2 separate regions of the Anas platyrhynchos genome follow, and region 2 is linked to region 1. A link is a contact called in public Hi-C data. All regions are on one chromosome and are shown on one strand. Each heading gives the region's core, a stretch centred on a gene start, on an enhancer-like site or on the middle of the called end of the contact. The rest is flanking DNA. Distances are from core to core; before and after follow the strand shown.

Region 1 (6,152 bases), core at 757-3,256:
TGCAATGGGTTAAAGACTGAAATTGTCAACAAGGGAATCTATAGATTCCAACATAAGTTACAGCTCTTCCTGTTCTGCTTATTTTCCATATTCCCAGTACAACCAGCGAAGCATAAAGGGTTTCTGTGAGACTTTTAAGTCATTAGGGAAAATCTTGCTTTTGATTAGAACACCGAATATCATATAAAACATGTACTTTTTTGCTGTATAATAGGAGCACTGCAGAATTTCTCCTTGCTGAGCTCTTATCCCCATGCAGCCAAGTATCAGCATTATTGGTATCAGGTCAATCTTAAAATTCCCAGTGCCCCAGTAGCTTTCAGGTGACGATCATCCACCTCTTCCCTAATTGTATTACCATACTTCTGACTGCTTCCCCTTGCTTGTCTGATCTCTTCTTTGTGGTTTTTCTTCCATGGATGATGTGAAGATTAGTCTCTGGGTTTAAGACTTTTAAAAATTGTGGGGTACTTTTGGAGTAGTAAGAAACAGATGTCCTATACTTACACTTACTGGTGCTTGCTCTACAATGGCAAAATTAACTTCAGTTCCTAGTAGTGTGATATAAAAATTAAAAACATACATAGATGTATTTGCCTAGGATAAAAATTATATTCATGGAACAGCTATATAATAAATCTGCTTTCTCTTATGAAGAGATGATTAGAATCAAGGCATGAATACCCCTTTTGAAAAGAAGAGAAATTTGCTTGTTAGTTCTTGAGCAGAAAGGAAAGGACAAAAAACTATGAAACAAATGTGATTTTTTTAAAAAAAGTATGTTTTGATGAGGAAACTAAAGGGAGTGTTTTAAGGAGCCACAATTGAAGGAAGGAAGGAGGATTTATATTAAAGGGTTAGAATTAACAAACAGATGTTGTTGCAATAATAAATTTTGTAGGAATATAAGACCTTGTGTGCACATCTGCCATAGCTGGTAAACTCTCGTAGGTAGTTCTAACAAAGAATAAGAGAAAACAGAGTATGCGTGTAGCTTTGTGTCCATGGTTTTGTGGATGTACATCACTACACAATAGGTAGTGTTCTCTCTGATAATTGGGGGGAGGAAGTGTGCCACCTTCATTGCTGGGAAAGAGGTCTGTTTATTTCCTCTGTGTATTTGGATACTTTTTTTTTTTTTTTTTTTTTTTTGTAAGCATGATATTCCTCTAATGAGAGGCTGCTAAATATGCCAAAACAGCAACAACAGGAATAGCTGGATATAATAAATAATGATTATTTATTTAATAAAACAACTAAGGTCAGACACATGAGAAATAGCACACCACTGAGAATAGAGTAAAACAAGAGTACCTGTGGTGCTGCATGGACCTTAGTACCAGAAAACAGATTTTTTTCCAAGGTAATCCTCAAATCTAAAGCTTTCAAACTCATGGTCAGCTGCAGTTATTATTTGAAAGACATAACAGCTGTTCTTGATAGCTATAACATAAGTCTAATGCAGTAATGTGGCATAAATACATGTTATTAATAGAAATATTTGTAAGGTAGTTCTGTTCTCAACTACCATATGTAGTAGTAGCCATTCACCAAAAATAAGAGAATAGCAGTAAATTTCCCATGCAATTCAGCAAGTCCTCAATCAATCCTGCACTAGACAACAGACAGCATTCATACTGCAAGTTCTGATCAAATGCAGTATTCTTTGCTCTGTGTGACCTTACATTGGGTGAATAACAATATTAATATCATAATAATAATTGAAAACTTTAGGATGATCCCTAGATAGTCACTTAGGTGTGCTCTTGCTTTAATGTTTATCTTTCCTGTTTTTTCCTTAATTTTAATGTTTCTAACAGAATTGAGGCCACATTTTAGTCTTGCATCGGAAAGTGATGCAGCAGATCAAGATGATATAGAAGTTGAAGAAGATCAAGACGACCAGCCCCAGAATCAAACTATCCAACAGCCTTGCATTGTCATGGAAGATGCAATAGCTACCTCAGGTGTGAGCACACTCAGCTCTACGGTATCCCATGACTCCCAGGCTGCTCACAGGACGCTGAGTGTCCAGCTGGGCAGGCTAAAATTAGAGACTAACAGGTAAGTCTGGACATCAGGAGACACTAACCTACTTGAGACTACATATCGTTTTGCTTTTGAAATACATATGCTAGAATAGTAGCAATGGTATCAATTCCATAGCACTGCAACTCATTTCTTTAAATGATGGCCATTGTACATGACCAGTCACAACTACACATTAGCTTTATTAATTTCAGAATCATAGTGATGGAAGTTGAAGTCAAGTCAGTCTCGATTTCAGGTGCCCTTTCAAGGAAGGTCTGGAAAAACTGAGCTTGCTGCCAAGTTTCTGCTTTTTCTCTCCTTCACATGCTGTATATGGCTGATGAATGGTGTTATGTTTTGTTTCCATTATGGCAGAACTCACTGTTCTTTTCTGTAGTTATTCTCGGAGAACAAACACAAGCTAGTCAACAGCCGCACACGAACTGAACAAGGAAATTTTGAGATGTTTTGTGTGCAGAATTCACTGCAGCAGGATCTGTGTTTACAAGCAAGCGTTACATTTTTCTTTGAAAACCAAACACCAATCTGTTCATCAAAGAAAAATCAAAAAATGTGTGTTTTAAAGTAAGTGATCCAGAAACTGGATATTTCAGAAATATAAATATTCTACTTTCAGGTAGAATGGATTTTTATTTTCTTAAATAAAAACAGATACGATTCCCATTATTTTATCCAAATTATAATTTTATAAATAATTGTTTTTTCATTAAAATATACCAGATAGTCTGCTTAGAGCAAATATTTTAGCCTCTGCAGCACCTGACTTAGGACACTGCATTTCTCACTGACCTCGGTAAATTTTGAGTATGACCTTGATGGGAGAACATATCTTCAATAACACAGTTGCTATGCTTATGTGCTGCCAGCACATTCTGCGTACTTATTGACCCAATTTGAATTGAAATGCTAAATTGCAGTTTACTTTTAAATGTGTCCAGAAACTTTGCCATAGAGTACTACGCTATATATACTATTTTTAATAGAGTATGAGTATTTTTGAATTCTCACCTTACAATTCATTTTTTAGTTTTCGATGACCACAGAAATAGTTTACCTTACTGATATATTCAAAACCAACATCAAAAAAATTGCTTGGATTGCTTCACTTTTCCCAGCATAGACTTGGGAAGTAATAGCATCAGAAGTGATCCATTTGTAGAAGTATTGTTACCTAACACCTTGCTTTTGTAAATCTCCTAAATGCAAAGCCTTTGACCAAATAATCACATCCTGTCATTCACACAGAAATCTTGAGGTAAATAATATGGGCAGTTGTTTAGTTTAAGTATTAATTAAAGCTTTATTGGCAGAAGCAGCAAGTAGTTACCAAGAGAAAATGGCTGATTATTTTTATTGGCCCCATAGGCCTTTTTCAACCAGAATGGGTAGAGGAGGAATAAATTAACTGGAAGTCGGCTTCACTCCTCTCTGCAGAATATTAAACTGCTTTGTGACTAACCAAGCTGTGGGTGTGTGTAGAGAGAGACGGAGCAGCGCTGTTCACGTGCAGGGTAGATTTTTCAACAATTGTTAACTCAGGCGTGGAAGTACTCAAATGCAGCGATGCTGCTGGTAGGCCTGTGTGCCCCTCATATCCTTAAAAGTAGCAATAAATGCTTTTACAAAGTGATTACGTCAGAAACAGTTTTTCTGTGCAAAGCCAGGGTGGGGTACTTCTGTAGTCCATTCTCCAGCTGAATTCCAAAATGTCCCTATCTTTCAGTGTCCTAAAAGATGCATTGCTTAACAAACTTAAAAGAATATGGCACTGAAACAAACAAACAAAAAATAAGTACTGAACTGGAACAGTTTATGCATAGTTCTCAGACTGACAGACTTCAAGGAAGGGATGAAGATGTGATTCTTTCAAGGCAGAACTTTATAATACTGGAAAGTCGTAGGTTTATGAGCTATAACAAGCACATATGTTATCAAGGTCGAATTTCTTTAACCAATTTTCTAAGCCCATTTTGTTCACAATTCCTCCTTTATACTAAAAAAAAAAAAAAAAAAAAAAAAGAAAAACCTTTTCTAAAATAACAAATTACTACAGTCAGTTTCACATACAAATTTACAAATTTTCTGTTGTATTCTGATTATTTTCCTTTGATCAACTTGGTGTTGGCCGCTGAATCTCTGTTCTTTTTTCTCTGGATTTGTGTTACGAAGGAAGTCAAAAATGGGTTCCAGTTTGTTTCTGTTTTCTCAAAAGTAATGCTTAGGAGAGGACAAAATGTATTTTCCCTCGTCTTCTCTTATTCTTCATATAGTATAGGGGGGTAGGTACAAGCCTTCTAGTATGTGAGGAAGGGACAGTCCTTGTGTGGATTGCAATGTGTCTTCCCCATTTAAGAAATGGAACCATAAGTTTTTGCCACACTTTCATCATATCTGCATCCTTGCTGTACTTTGTAAAATGTGTGCAGGAGAGATGCGAGTTGGCCTTTTGCCTTCCATGGGGTGGTGTGACAAAGTTTAGCCCTTGGCTCATGAAACGCTTTGGTAACTGAGAAGAACAAACGTACATTTTTGTTTAAAGCTGACTACTAGCTGTAGAAATTTTACTGAAATTTTCTACCATACCACCTGTTCAGTGGGTGTATGTGTATATGGAGACAAGGTACTTATTTTTTGTTGTTTGAAGAGCTCTAGTTTTAGAAATTAGACCAGTGGATGTTTATAACTGCATGTATGTTATGTTATAATAAACCTATAGAGACAGGATGTTTCTGTGAAGAAATGAAGAATTCTGTCCTTGTCTCTGTCAAGAAGGTTTCCAATTTAAGTTTAGTAAGAGTGTTGCTTTCCTGAAAAAATTGAGACTAAAGAAAATGTGTGCTTTCTTCCCATTGCTTCACAGGTTATTGGAGGAACTGGTTCAAAAGGAGAGAGAATTTCAAGTCCTTCTACATCAAGCTATAGAAGAAAAAGATCAAGAAATCAAAAACCTGAGGCTTAGGTCACAGCCAATAGGTAAGTGAGAGGAGGTTTCAAAGAAAAATTTCACACTAACATCTTCACAGATGAAGACAGTAACAGCTAAATTTCTGTTATTTTTATTGAGTCAGTCTCAGTAAAGGTATTTTATTACACTGCTTTTGGTAGGATTTTCTTTGAAATAAGAGTGCATGTTGAAGGAACAAATTACTGTATTTTATTCACAATAAAATGAAGGATGTAATTTAAATATTTTTGATTGTGATCGTTACATTGAAAGTTCAAGAGGGTAGAATTGGTGAGATATGAGTACAACATAAAGCTTACTGAGTTTGATCTGTATCTGCCTTGAAGAAGGTGTAAGTGCTAATGCAGTTTGATGTTTCAATGTTATGTGCTTCAACGAAGTGTCACTTTCCAAAAGCAGCTGATCCTGTCCAAAGCATTGCCTACACACCAGCTGTGTGAGTTACACTGAATGTTTTCGTTAAATATGTAAGAGCCTCAGTGTAGACACAATTACAGTGATGCTGATTTGGGTAGTAGTCATTCGCTGAAGAGGACAGAAAATGCATCTATCAGATGTACACACTAGTTTAACTGCCTTCACATTGAAGTCCAAGATTACTTTTGAGTAACATAAGTAACCATAACCAAGTAAAGTGATTGTTGTATAACTTTCTGTGAGCTGTAATTGGGTACGGGCTACAGGAACAGACATTTATGGGGATAGTGGTATTCTAAGCTTGGAGGGAAAAGTCACTGAAGACAGTGCTTTAGCATTTAAACAAACAAAAAAAGACAAGAGGTTGCTTTGTCAAGACATGGTCTTTTCTCAAAAAAATGCTTGTTCTAGATATTCCTGGATTGTCTGTCTGTCATCGTCATTCCACTGGCACAGGGACTGAAGACCCTGATCTCATAAACTGGTTGAGTGTTCAAGGAGCTGATGAGGCCACAATAAACAAGGTGAGAAGGGTCCTTCCTGTTTGCCTTGTCACACATCACAAATCATTAAAATGTTTTTTGTTTTTTTTTAAAAAAAAGTGCTGTTTAAAAAAGTACTGTTTTTGTGACTGAGTGCAAGAAGATCACAAATCATTTTAATTACTTTTCAAATTTTGAGAGATGAGCCTCTTTTCAGAGGAGAAGAATAAGGCATG
Region 2 (5,998 bases), core at 1,105-3,604, 97 kb after region 1:
GGTATATCCTGATTCACTGGGAGTGTCTCATATAGCATTGTTTGGCAACCTTGCAAATGAAAATGTACTGCTTGTCTTTCAGCATTTATGATGTCATCCTCTGTGGTAACTTCAGATAATCAGCGTGCAGCAACAGAATTGATTCACAGAGGGTGAAAAATGCATAAATTATAAGCTGTTTAAGTATATGTTTTGCCACTGCCTCCTGTCTGGTTAGATATGCTCAACTGAAAAAAAAAAAAAAAAAAGGTGTTTTCTTGTTTTTCAATTTTTACAAGTCAGTCACCTTTTAATACCTCATTAAACGTAAATCCCTATAAATAAGGCAAGCATGAGTGCCCTTTATAACATTTACATGAGACTTCCTTTATTCATAACGTTAATCTCTCAGTGTGGGAGAATTTGCAGAGTTAGGACTGTTAAGTCCATGAAGTACTGTTAAGTCCGTGAGCTGTAACAGCAGCTGTACTGCAGTAAGACTGGAAGAAATAACTGTGTAGAACTGTGTGTTCTTTCAAGTGTGCTCAGAGGGATCTAAAGGCAAGAAATGTTTTCTATTTAGGAAAATGAGGATGTCATTTTTTAATTATTTCTTTTTAAGGGGTAGAGAAGCTATCCTATAGAAGCTCTACTCTTTTCCTTCAAGTAATGTTCCGAATAATAATTATGCTAAGACTATACTAAATGACCAGGAGAGAGACAATCAGAAACAGACAAATAAAACTCTGCAGCGGTAATATAATTTTCAGGTAAATCAAGAAAAAGTCTGAGAATACCTCACTGCAAGTTTCCAATGATGCATCTTGCAGTGTCACATTTCTCTTTGAGACTGCCATCAGAACACCATACACCTAATAATTTGCCATTGGCAAGAGATCTATTGGTAATAGTCTTTGTCCTTGTGCAAACCAAAGAAAACTGCCTTCCTGGTTATTCTTTCAAGTATTTATTTCCAAGCTGATTTATTGTCTTCGGTCTGCTTTTTGTAACATGTAAAGTACTTTGCTGTCAAGAATGTGTTCAAGATGGCTGTTATTGTACCATTATCAAGAAATATTAAAAGTTCTTTTCTAGGCTTCAGATATTCTTTAAAAGGGATTTTTTAAAAAAACACATCGCTTGTTAAAACTTGTAGAAAACAATCAATATCACTGATTTCCCAGATGAAACTGTTTTCTCTTAGTGTGTTTTGATCTTTGTGTGTCTCCTTTTATTTTCCTCTACTTCCAAGGCCAATTAATAGGAATTCAATTTTAGTTTGATTGTTTTTTATTCCCAATGTAGTTGAAATTCATGTCAATGCATATACTAAGCTAATCAATTTCAGACAGGCTGTTTTGTCCAATGCTTTTTCAGAACAACCAGCTGTGTAAAAGCGTAACAGAAAAATATTTTCCACTACCCAGTTATGTGACATACATCTTAATTTATTTAAAAGATATTATTGGTTTACAAATGGAAAAGTACATGAGTACATACTAGAATTGTGTCATTACTATACACATGGCTAAGCTAAGGTATCAAGTTATGGTTCTGATTTGAGAATTAGTCATTCCTCTATTTATTAATACCTTCTTTCTTTTCTCTTTCTCTATTGTTTCTTTTCCTGCTGGCTTTCCTCTGTCAATTCTCCACTGCTGCTCTCTAATTAAAATTAATAATTAACAAAAACAACCAACACCGTAGTTATCCCCATTTGTCCCCGTTCAGCATCTTGCAGCCCCATCAGCCCTCTGTCCTACAAGAGCATGAGCTGTAGGAATGCAGCAGACCGAGCAAAACTTTTTGCCTCTACTGATGCTATTGGACGCAGGAGGACACCACATCTTGCAGGGGTAAGCATGCCGGTTGTATGTAAGTTGGTGTCTCAAGCCGTAACCACCTGATTGAATTGCTTGCTGGAATAGGAATAGTTATGAATCTGATACTCAACTCTGCAGGCCCCCACAGCCCCCAGTTTGTTCCATTGTTGGTTGGATTTTAACTGTGTATATTACATTATCTGGTGACATAGCCTGATAACACACTAAAGAATCTGCTTGGAAAAAACACCCATGTTTGTAGAGCAGGTACCTCAGCTTCTGATGAGGCACAGAGGCTGCCACGCAGAGTTGTCCTTTTCACTTGTGGATTCTCTGATTTTAAGACCCAAGGTGGTGTTGCAACTTTCCCCGGACAGGAATCTTTTCCCCAGCCACCTGTTTTCACCTGTTATACAGGCAGACCAAATTCATATTGACTGCACTCCAAGCCAACAGGATGCAGTCAGTTTCATTTAAAATACCATTTTCTGAACCTAGGTAGTTATAATTTTTCTTGTACTCTGCAGCCTGAGTTTTAGAGTATGATAAGTGTGAAGTCATCTCTGCAAATGATTTGTGTAAGCAGAGCTTCTGTTTTCATTTGGTCTGATGGGCAAAACAGCAGGAGGCAGTGCTGCTATTAATATCTTTGTTGGAAGCAGTGTTAGATGAAAGTAGCATGAATCATAGCCAGTATTAATCTTTGAGGCAGATGACAGTCTATTGAAGTCAAGGCTGAGGCATAGCTTTGGGGTATATGTGTAGAGAAACCTCACACTATGTGAAGAGAACATTGTAAGCTCCAGGGCTATCAGTTTGGCACCTCTCAGGTCTTTCTCATCGTTTTGTTTTTAAATTAAAAAGAAGGAAGTTTGATATGTTTTGGTGAAGGAGATGATGTAAGAATAACGTTAATACCGAATGACAGAGTTAAGAGCTATTTTCAGTAGCTTGCATGTTATGGAGAACCTTTTATTTTATCGGTAAACTTATGTAGGAATTCAGGTTTTTGGCTTTATTGAGAATAAATCTGCTGATGCTGTGTTTTCGGGACCAATGAGGTAGATCCTATTTAGACAGTTTTTGCTAGTGAGTCAAAATTATTTTTCATTTTAATTCATTTATTCTGGCTCTGTACGCTCAGATGACTTGGGTGATTATCATCATATTAATCAGTACAACTCTAGTAAATGATATTGGCAAATAGCTGGCTAATTACTCTCAAGTAACAACTTCTGGATTGAAGGACCACCTGTTGCTAATATTAAGTGATGTTTCTGGCAATTTAAAATAACTAATTGTATCCATAACATAAAAAACAAACAAACAAACGAAAAAAAACACTCTTGGACTTATGAAAATAAACCAAAGGTTTATGTGCTCATGAAGTTGTTTTCCGTCATTCTTTTGCAGTTGTTAAACTGATTTTCATTTCAGGAGAGAGAATTGTTACAGAGCTCTTAACTAGTGCTGCATGCTGCAACTCCAAACATGTTTATTTGTTTTTAAACATCGAACTACGATCTTTCGTAGTTCTCATCATGAGATAAAAAATAAGGAATGAAAATGATGAAATCACTACGATACATAAAAACCAATGGGAAAAAAAAAAAAAAAAGGTGCTGGCAAATCATCCAAGAAAAAAGAGAATAGGATAACTGTTGTACCATATTTCAGGGCTGCAGGGCATCTGTGGTGTTGATGCATAACCATGAAAACAAAAAGCCTGTGCTGTATAGGGACTGCAACTAAGTGGGAGTCTGGGGAGTGGTTTGTTTTTTGTTTGTTTTTTTTTTTGAAATCCGGTCTTTATGACAAATAAGACTTAAGAAGCAGAGGAAGACACTGTGTGGCAAACAGCATAGATCAAAATTTAGAAGGTAACTTTTTGCCTCTGTAAAAATTAGTGCCTTATGTGTAAAGACAGTAGAGTGCATAATTAAGAAGGATTCTTGTTGTCGATTGCATATTTACTGACAGACAGCGTCAGACTATGGAAGCTTATTAATGAACTTGTCAAACAGGCTGTAGAAACTTCTGACTCAGCACTACTTTTTCTCAGCCCCCTAACCCCTCATCCTTAACTGAGTTTGCTTTGCTTTCTTTAGCCATGTGAACTCTGGCTTGACTTTGTCTTTTTGTTTGCTGAACTATAGACTGACAAAAAAGAAAAGGAGAGAGACCATTTGTCATCTACCTTCTCAGCCAGCTTTAAAGGAGGTCATTTTTCTTCCAACCCCAAAACTAGATCACCAGCTCCCTCTCCAGTTTGGTAAGCCAAGTACATGCTTAGCTGGAGGTTGAGCTATAGGCAGCTCTAATTGTTGTATTAATTACATGTTAGTCTCCACCGGAAAATCAATGCAAACTTATTTGGTGGTATAGATTTTTTCTCTCTGCAACAGAAGAAAGATGGTACTGCTTTTAGAAAAAGAAATTGATGTTGCTTTAAGAATGGGGTAAAATGAAGAATGTACTTGCTTTCTTCCCTCTTGGCTGGGTCAGTGCTCACACTTCTGGAGAGTTGCAAAGAGAAGCATTTTGCATGAAAGCTAATCGCTTGCTCCAGGAGTTCTGCTTGATAGCAGAGAAATAGAGAGGTTGTTCTGTATTTAGCTATTGCACTTGTAGAGGTGATATGTAGGTGGTGTCCAGCAGAGCGTGTCTCATAGTGATTGTCACTCTTTGTGGTTACACAGGCATGCATCAAAGTCTTTGCCTTCTTTGCCTGGCACACCCAAGCAGGTAACTTCACCTGGTTCCTCCAAAGTGTCCTCTGCTCAGGCACGTCCTCCTTCTCCTGGCAATATCCGGCCTGTCAAAAAGGAGGTCAAACCTGAGAGTGAGAAGAAAAGACCAGAAAAGGCAGATGAAAAGGTCACTGAAGAGAGGACAGAGGAGAGTAAAGGAACATCAGCAGGTGCTGAAGAATCTGCAAATCAAGAAGAGGTTGCTGTCCACACAGAGGTTGGTCAAGGTAAGGAGAGATTCCCCTTCAGATTAAGGAATGCCTGCACATCTTTCATGTTCTTTTTTCACTTTCTCTGAAAGTAGCTTTAAATAGTTTTCTATCAAGTGTTAATCTAAATTCTTCAGAATGTTCCTGCAGGTGTATGTTCATTATGAGAGAAGTGTAAGCAGGCTGAAGCCCTTGTGTTTGCATCAGACAGAACAACAGGCAGGCCTGCCTCGCACAGTGTGGCTTCACATCCCTCTTCTCTGACCTTTTGGACCAAGGACTTTGTCCCTCACAACAATATGCAATTTCTCAGACTCTGAAGTAGAAGAACAGTGGTCTGAAAGCTAACAATACAAGGAGCCACCACGTAAGGGCGAGATGCGTGGTCAGAATGCCCCAGCTCTGCTAGGCACTCAGTACAGAGGTACTGACAGCATTAAACTGTACCAGCTTACCTATGATATTGAAAGAGTACCGCATCATGGGGAAGATTGGCAGGACAAAGTAAAATGCAGAGGAGAACCAGACAGGTGCAAATAGGAGCATGCAAAATTTTTCAGGGAAAAAGTTATTAAAAAAAAAAAGAAAGAAAATCAACACATCTACAAACCCTGAAAAGCAGCAAGGCAGGAAAAAAAAAAAAAAAGTAGATACAAGCTAAAATAATGATCATAAAATGTATGAAGTGGAAAAGGTGAATCTTAAATTGAAAAATGTAGGTCTGTTCTAGCAGACATTTTAGACCATTGTAAGTATGGTAAAAACTGTCTCAAGGATGGGATAGAATGGCTGTTGTGACCACTGCGATTCCCAGGATGGGTTACCTGGGATCTTAATTTAAAGCTCATAGATTCCCTTATGATTGTCCTTCAGAAAACAGTTTTAAGTGTTAGTAATGCTGTATTTAACTGCAGGGTGCGTAGTTGCATGTTGATCTTCTGCAAGAAAACCTGTTGTGAATTGATTTGTTTTTAGTAAGTTCTGTTACAGTAGTTGCAATCTGGTACCTAGGTCCTACCACACAAGGTGCAATCCCACAAACAGTTTACAGGATGGATGCAAATAATAAATGGATGCTATGGTAATGGATCTGTTGGTAATGGGCATGTGAATAAGGTTTAAGATAATTGGGATGATGGTGTGGGCTTTCACTGCTTTTCTGGTAGCCTTTTCATAGTATCACAGAAAAGGAAAACATTTCCCTTTCAAAGTATTTCAGGGATACAGCTAAGGTAAC

What was found. A called contact is a pair of places that touch in the nucleus more often than the background predicts.
Region 2: a Hi-C map of skeletal muscle shows a contact between it and region 1, with 4 times the contacts expected there. The contact joins two enhancer-like sites. A contact is called at or near these places in 3 of 8 Hi-C or Micro-C datasets (F1 follicle, liver and skeletal muscle).

What each region holds. Positions count from the first base shown.
Region 1 is chr3:60,636,380-60,642,531 of IASCAAS_PekinDuck_T2T, forward strand. It overlaps MAP3K5 (mitogen-activated protein kinase kinase kinase 5), which reads left to right. Exons shown (of 30, transcript XM_027454464.3): 26 at 1,821-2,064; 27 at 4,913-5,025; 28 at 5,846-5,958. Among named protein-coding and RNA genes, the nearest start is that of MAP7, 7.5 kb to the right of the region's middle. Within about 2 kb of position 2,007, at least 1 of the 8 cell types and tissues checked has an H3K27ac peak or open chromatin away from gene starts, as enhancers often do.
Region 2 is chr3:60,732,972-60,738,969 of IASCAAS_PekinDuck_T2T, forward strand. It overlaps MAP7 (microtubule associated protein 7), which reads left to right. Exons shown (of 18, transcript XM_027454472.3): 8 at 1,687-1,835; 9 at 3,959-4,074; 10 at 4,502-4,779. Among named protein-coding and RNA genes, the nearest start is that of BCLAF1, 53 kb to the right of the region's middle. Within about 2 kb of position 2,355, at least 1 of the 8 cell types and tissues checked has an H3K27ac peak or open chromatin away from gene starts, as enhancers often do.